Regions from separate parts of the Capsicum annuum genome. Here region 2 is linked to region 1. A link is a contact called in public Hi-C data. All regions are on one chromosome and are shown on one strand. Each heading gives the region's core, a stretch centred on a gene start, on an enhancer-like site or on the middle of the called end of the contact. The rest is flanking DNA. Distances are from core to core; before and after follow the strand shown. Region 1 holds the start of LOC107870730 (PHD finger protein ALFIN-LIKE 4). Region 2 holds the start of LOC107870732.

The links. Hi-C and Micro-C count contacts between places; a contact is called where the count stands out from the background.
Region 2: a Hi-C map of leaf shows a contact between it and region 1, with 4 times the contacts expected there. The contact joins the promoter of LOC107870732 here to the promoter of LOC107870730 in region 1. A contact is called at or near these places in 2 of 5 Hi-C or Micro-C datasets (leaf and placenta).

Annotation. Positions count from the first base shown.
Region 1 is chr5:100,317,484-100,321,001 of UCD10Xv1.1, forward strand. It overlaps LOC107870730 (PHD finger protein ALFIN-LIKE 4), which reads right to left and starts at 1,304. Exons shown (of 5, transcript XM_016717338.2): 1 at 1,049-1,304; 2 at 774-806. The coding sequence starts at 1,145.
Region 2 is chr5:100,580,595-100,584,335 of UCD10Xv1.1, forward strand. LOC107870732 reads left to right here and starts at 2,409. Exons shown (of 1, transcript XM_016717340.2): 1 at 2,409-3,458. The coding sequence starts at 2,904. The coding sequence ends at 3,269.

The sequences.
Region 1 (3,518 bases), core at 54-2,553:
CCTCTTTCAGATTTGCTGATGCAGATAACACCCTTCCAATCAAAGAAAAATGTTTTTTTTTTTCCAAATTGTAACAGAAGGAGCAGGAAAGATCAAAGACCCAATTGGGCATCCATCTTTTCCCTAGGGGGCATCAAATAAAAAGGTTTAATTCAGTGAAATCACTGCAAGACGAAAAAGGAAATAGAAAATAAAAGAGCAGTCCAGTGCACAAAGCATCCCACTGCACCCCAAAGGATATGACATAGATAGCCTACCCTAATGCAAGCATGGTTGCTTCTACTGCTCAAAATGGTGACCTATAACTCACACGGCGACAACTTTACCGTTGCTCCAAAGCTCCCCTTCAAATAGCTAGTCAGTACAATGTGTCTACAAATAGAGTCCATCCAATAAATGAACAACTTCAATTTAGAACTCATGAAAACATAAGAGCAACTACATAAACAAGCCAGCAAAACGAAAAAAGGAGGTTAAACAACAATAATGCAGTGAGATTTAGAAGCAGAAAATTAGCAAATTAATTTCTTGATAATAGGAATCAGAAACACGAAGCAAGTGTGAGCGGACGAATCCATTGCAAGTTTATAAAGTTCAATATCTTCTCAAAGACTATATTTATATTATTACTCCATAACTAAGAGGGCACCCATTACCACAAAGACACCTGACGCATCAATTAAAATTGGACCTTTTTCTGATCAAAAACAGTACCAAATAAATAATGCATATTCTATTTAAAACGCGCTAGACCGTAAAGATCCCTAACTCACCAGGGTCACACTGCTGATAAAATTCCTCAACATCTGCAAGAGAATGGCCAAATTAAACCTCTGAAGTATCACAGCGTACAATAATACAACACTATAAAACTCAAATAATTAAAAATAAAAAACACAAAACCGAAAGAACAAATCGAACTCTCCAAACCCAGAAAAAGAAGAATTTTTTATCTCATAATTTTGGGAAAAAATATTTTACTAGGATATACATGCAATTGGTAGATAAGGGAATGCGTCGGCGCGTGAGAGAAAGAGAGAGAGTATACCAGTGGTAAGGGCTTTGATCAACCCGGCACGACGGCCTTTTAAGTCTCCAAAAACTTCCTCGACAGTGCGGGGATTATACTGTGCACCTCCTTCCATGCCCGAATTTTGTGCACTCTCTCGAAAAATTCTCGAAAACTGCTTTTTCTTCTGCCTCTACTCCACTTTTTTCAACGACTTTTTGGGTAACCAAAAGAATACGGAAAAGTAATGCCGTTCGTCTGTGGGAAATGATGTAAACATGTACTTATATTATATTCACCATTTGGTCCTAATTAGGGCATGGTAGTATTTGAAATTTCCATACATAATTTTGGTATTTAATTTTTAAAAGTATTATATTACTATTATAATATGCGATATAATAGTGGTATAAACTGCATACATTCTATCCTCCACAGATCTTATTATATGGAAATATACTGGGTTTATTGTTGTTGATTATTTTAATTTGATATGACTCAGTATTTTGATATTTTATTTTAATATATTGCGATATAGTAATCGGTAATTATAATTTTTTCAACTTCGATAATATATACTCATATAATAAAATATTATTATTTTAAGATTTCAAAAACACATCTCAATTATTTCATAAATACACATTACATATGAAGAAATATTCAAAAAAAAAAAAAATACAAATAACTCCCTTTGTTAGTCAGTTACATAAAAAAATATTACAATCAAGATAGAGTAACGAAAGTTTCAATGTCTAAATATTTTTATAATAATACTAAGTAGTATATTTCGGTATGATAATTCGTTATATACCATACAATGCCCACTCCTACCTATAATGTTTGTTATATTCACCTTTTAACTCTATAATATTTTTTACATCCATCTTCCATCTTCAAAATATTCTTTATTTAACAACCTTAATATTAGATAATAATAAAAATAAATCGTTAATGATATATCAATTTCTCATTAATCCATAATTAATTAATTTAAAGATTAAAAATCCACACCCATCTCATTCTTTGCTTAACTCGCCTTATTTTTTAACCACATATTATGTTAAAATAATAAACTGAACTCCACAAAACAAGAGCTGAAAATAATGAAATCAAATTGCTACAAACTTAAGTCAATCGCAAATTCTAATATTACTGCAGAGATAATTACTGCAGGTATGAATGAAGTAGCTATGAAATTGAGGGAATAGATTTTTAATTTCGATTAGACAGTATCTTTAGTTTAGTCATTGTTATTGGCATAGCTAGTGCGGCTATGAACAAACAGCAACAGAAACATCGAAAATACTGAGAGAATAGAACCCTCAAGATAATTGGGGTGGATCGGGTAATAGGTTAATGAATGGGATGGATGTGGAGTTTTAATTTTTTTTAAAATTAATTAAATAAGAATCAATAAAAAGTTGACACATCATTAATAATTCTTTTTATTTAATATTGAAGTTGCGAAATAAAGGACATTTTAGAACACAAAGGTAAAGGTGAATGTTAAGAGCATTACAGAGTCAAAAGGTGAATAAAAAACATTTTATACCATTTCTAATAGATGAGAAGCCCTTTTCTGCAAAAGAATATATGCAAGTATTAATTAAAATGACAGGGGCACTTTGAAAAATTTAATGCACTTTAAGGGCAATTTCGATTGGTGATACAAAATGAATCTTTTCATTTTTTTCAAGTAAGAAAAGGGAAAAGACATCATTTTCATCCTAAACTATACCCGAAAAGTTGAAGATTAATTTAAACTACTCGAGTGATCTATCATATACCTATACTATATAAAAGTGAATTTATTTACTCCTAGCGATACTCATGCTCAGATGCTTTGCTTAGACTCAAAAAAGGTGTGTTCAACCTTTTAAATTTTTTTAAAAAGGTAGAAAATATTTTAAAATTATTAAATAATCGATCCAACAGATATAATCTCTAAAAATCTCCATTTAAGTCTATCTGGGGTTCCCAATTGAAGAACCCTAATTCTCAAATTATAAATTCGTCATCGAAAATTGAAATTCAAACTCGTTTTTTTTTTGAAGAATTAATAAGTAAATTCTTTTACTCGCTTGATTTTTTACATATTGTGAGAAAGTATTTTTTTTCTTTCCTCAAGTTTTTCTTCAAATTGAGATTAATTTTTTCACGATTAAGCAGTCGTATTATTTTTGTTAATTAAGTTACTTTAATGGCTAAGATAAGCTTGAGTAGACTTTGTAAGCAAGAAGAAAATCATGAATTGGAAGAGGTTCGATGCAAACATGGACATCTTTTTGCCTTTGATGACTTCATGGACCTCGAGAAATTCGGGTAAAGGATACTGGAGTTGTTACTATGGGGTAAGTAATTTTTTATTCAAATAGTGATCTTGACTAGTCTATACGAATTTAATTATTGTCAGTTTAGAATGCTAAATTATGCTATTTCTAGCTTTGGAAGGATGATTATATTGATTCAAGTTCCAAATTTGTTATTTCTAAACTATTGAAAAGAA
Region 2 (3,741 bases), core at 1,159-3,658, 260 kb after region 1:
CGCAATGCGCCACTGACTAAGATGACGGTGTTTTACGACTGAAACTTAAAATAGTCATAACTTCTTACTCGATTATCGAATTTAGGGGAATCTTATATCGATGGAAAGCTTATTGAATTTTCCACATGACAAAAGTTAAAATCTTGAAAATTTTCACATGTATAAAAGTGGATTCATATTTTAAAATATGTCTTTAACATTTTTAGGATAAATTCAAGCTAGGTAGAAGTACGGGGTATTACAAAGAATATGCACATGCAACATATATATAAAACTAAGCTAAAATTTGTATCTTCAGTTAATAAACATATATCTAGAAGTAGAACATGTACAAATACAAAAATTTACAAATCTTTGATAGGATGTCCCTCGTTGTCACTTCAACAGCTTTTCGTTTCAAAGCACCACCTTTTCACCTCGAAGTGCCAGAATCTTTTTTCTTGGCATCATCTATTCCCTTTTTGTTTGATTTTGCTGCCATCTTTTTTCGCAACTTCTTCATCTTTATTGGATCATTTTGGTATCTATTTTCATGAAAATCTTCAGAGACATTTTCAAAAACACTGAGAATAAAATTAACAACATCTTCATTTATTTAGATATTGTTTATTTGAAAATTTTTTAGACTAAAAGAAGGCAAAAAATCTAGATCCATTGTAAAAATTGATATTGTAACAAAAAATTGAATTGATGAAGGTTCAATTTCTTCAGAAGTATAATTTTTAAACACAAACTTAACAAACTAAGTTAGACAAAAAATGAAGAGGGAAACTATCATTTTGCAGTTGTTCAACTCTGATAAGATTTTAATGTCGATAAAATTGGGGAGACCGACTAAATTTCAAAATACCACATATTGTGAAGTAACTGTAGTTACTTGAATGGCGTCATTGTTGGTGCAGTTGCCGCTTCATAAGATTGTAACCGTGAAAATAGAGATTGCAAAGGATGTATCGGGTGGTTGTAAAGAAACGAGAAGAAAAAAAGAATTTTAATAATTTTAAAATATGAAAGAAATTTTATGTAGTTTAGTAAACTTAAATTGTGCTTAATTATTCCTTATCTTTGTTGTGTATATATTGTTGGTTTTTAATAAACTAGCTTATTAGGCCTCCTTTAGGTTTTTTAAAAATAAAAATAAAATTGCAAAAATATGAAAGGTGCCTTGTTAACTTTGTACAAAGACGTGTAAAATATTTTTTTTTTGTTTAAACCAACCGATGTCCGGTACCTATTTTTTAGGAGTCTGACTATATCCAGATTTGCACCGCATCGGGCCCTATTTAGGAGGGAGAGCTCCCAACAGAGTGTTTGTCCATATCCAGGGTCGAACCCTCGACCTCTGGGTAGGTTGGGGCAGCCTCTTTCCGCTGCGCCACCACTGCTGTGGTACGTGTAAAATATTTACAACATCAACAACTCAATATTTCCCTTCTTCCCTTCATTTTTGATTCATCTAAAGCTAATTGTTTTTCTCAATCTCACACACATAACAAATTAGAACTATACACATAAATATCATTAATCAAAGGGAAGACTCAAATATGTCATTGAACTATTAGAAATGACTCATTTATGTCATATGTTATAAATTTTACTCATCTTTGTCATTGATGTTACAGAAAGATTCATTTGTGTCGATATTTTTTAACAGTAATTTTGTAAAACCATCTTCTCCATGCGACCTCTTATTAGAGTTCCACATCACCAAATACAAATTAAGCAATATCACTTGAAATTAAAATAAAAATTTAGATCCATTAAAATAAAATTCAACACAATTAATGGGCTTAATTTTTGTTTTTAATGAGTCCGATTATTATTTTTAGGAGTCATATTTTTATTTTAATGATATGGATTGAATTTTATTTTAATGGGTCAGATTATTAATTTTAATTTTAAGCAATATTGGTTGATTTGAATTTCGTAAAGTGGATCTCTAATAAGAGGTCACATGGCAAAAATAGTTTTGCAAACCACTGTTAAAAGATAAGATGAGTCAAACGTATATAACGGATGATATTGATGAGTCATTTCTAATAGTTTGATCACATATTTGAGCCTTTTTCCTCAATTAATTATGAATGAGTTCTAAAGAACACCCGAGATATTTACATCTTTTGTACATTGTATGACAAAGAGGACGTAATTAGTTGAGGAAAAAATACTTGAATTTGAACTTTTCGTTTTTATTTTACAAAAAAATAACAAATTATGTGGGGCAGATTGAAAATATCAAATTCTACTATGCGGGGTGGGTTAAAGTATCTATGCGGGTTTACGCGAGTTTGCACCCCATCCTTTGTCATCCCTAATTCTAGTACGTCTGTAGACTGCAAAAATTACTGTATGAATTGCAGCAAGCCTTAAGATACTAATTTGCGAAGTTATCAGATTGCTTGAAGGAGTATGATAGTTCCATGCAATCCTACTCTGATTATTTATTATTTACATATATGCTTTTCATATAGAATTTATGTAATATTTATATATAAAATTGTGAATGAAATTCATGAGCGAGAGTTTGAAGCATAGTTTTGTATACGTTTTGAAAAAAAATACCTTATATTATATGTTTGGGTTATGTAAACAGAGAAATATTCGATAATTATGAATCTTATCTTCCAATCTAATAACCTCCGCCGATTAGGGTTCACTCAGCTGACGTGAACATAAAATTATGAAGTTTAATAGGAATTTCAGATAACCCTATCCATCATAGCCAACAATTATGAGCCACATAGGCAGATGAAGTTTTAGGCAACAAATATGATCCATTTTGCACCTCTCGTAGAGAAGCATTTCTCTATCCTCTCAATCTTTGATAATCTTTCTCCTTTCAAAACCACTCCTTACCAAAACCATAACCCTCATTCAACACAGACCTAACAGACAGGAAAATTATGGCTTCTACTTGTGCAGTTTCCATGGCAATGCCACTGACTTACACAAGTCAGAAGAGACGGCCAAGTGTTGAGGCTTTCTTGAAGCCATTGCCGGTAATAAGGCCCTCAAAGACTACTGCAGCATCGAAACCAGTAGCAAAGTTTCAAGTCAAGGCTTCGCTTAAGGAGAAAGCTTTGACAGGATTGACAGCAGCTGCACTGACTGCTTCCATGGTCATCCCCGACGTAGCCGAAGCAGCTGATGGCGTTTCACCATCCCTCAAGAACTTCTTGCTCAGCATCTCTGCAGGTGGAGTTGTGCTTGCTGCAATTGTTGGTGCTGTAATTGGCGTTTCCAATTTTGATCCTGTCAAGCGGACTTGAGAAGCATTTTCTGATATATTTCTACTATGTTTCTAGTGAAGATCAATAAAGTGTTTACATAGCCAATCAATTATTAGCTCAGATTTTGCCGGCGATGTGACATATTTATCTTATGAAATTCACTATGTCCTCTTGTTTTTGCTTTCGATTTGCTTATTAGAACCTTCAATCTGGAATTTTCTTTGCCAACTTTTTGATTATTGTACATGAAATGGGTGGTCATAGCGGCTGTGTTTCAAGGGAAAGAAGAAGAGAGAGAATAGTCAACCATAGTTAAAATTACTTACTAAGTAAAATATTTTGGTCCATTGATTTTGTGAAGGGACTTATGTAAGACAAAGCGCAACTGGAGGAAATGGAGAGATTCATTACCTGGGTCTGGAGAGGAGCCTCGTCCGAGAACCTATCAAAGGAAACACGTAACTAGCATTTGGAGTTTTTGACCTAATACATCCTTACTATTTTACCACAA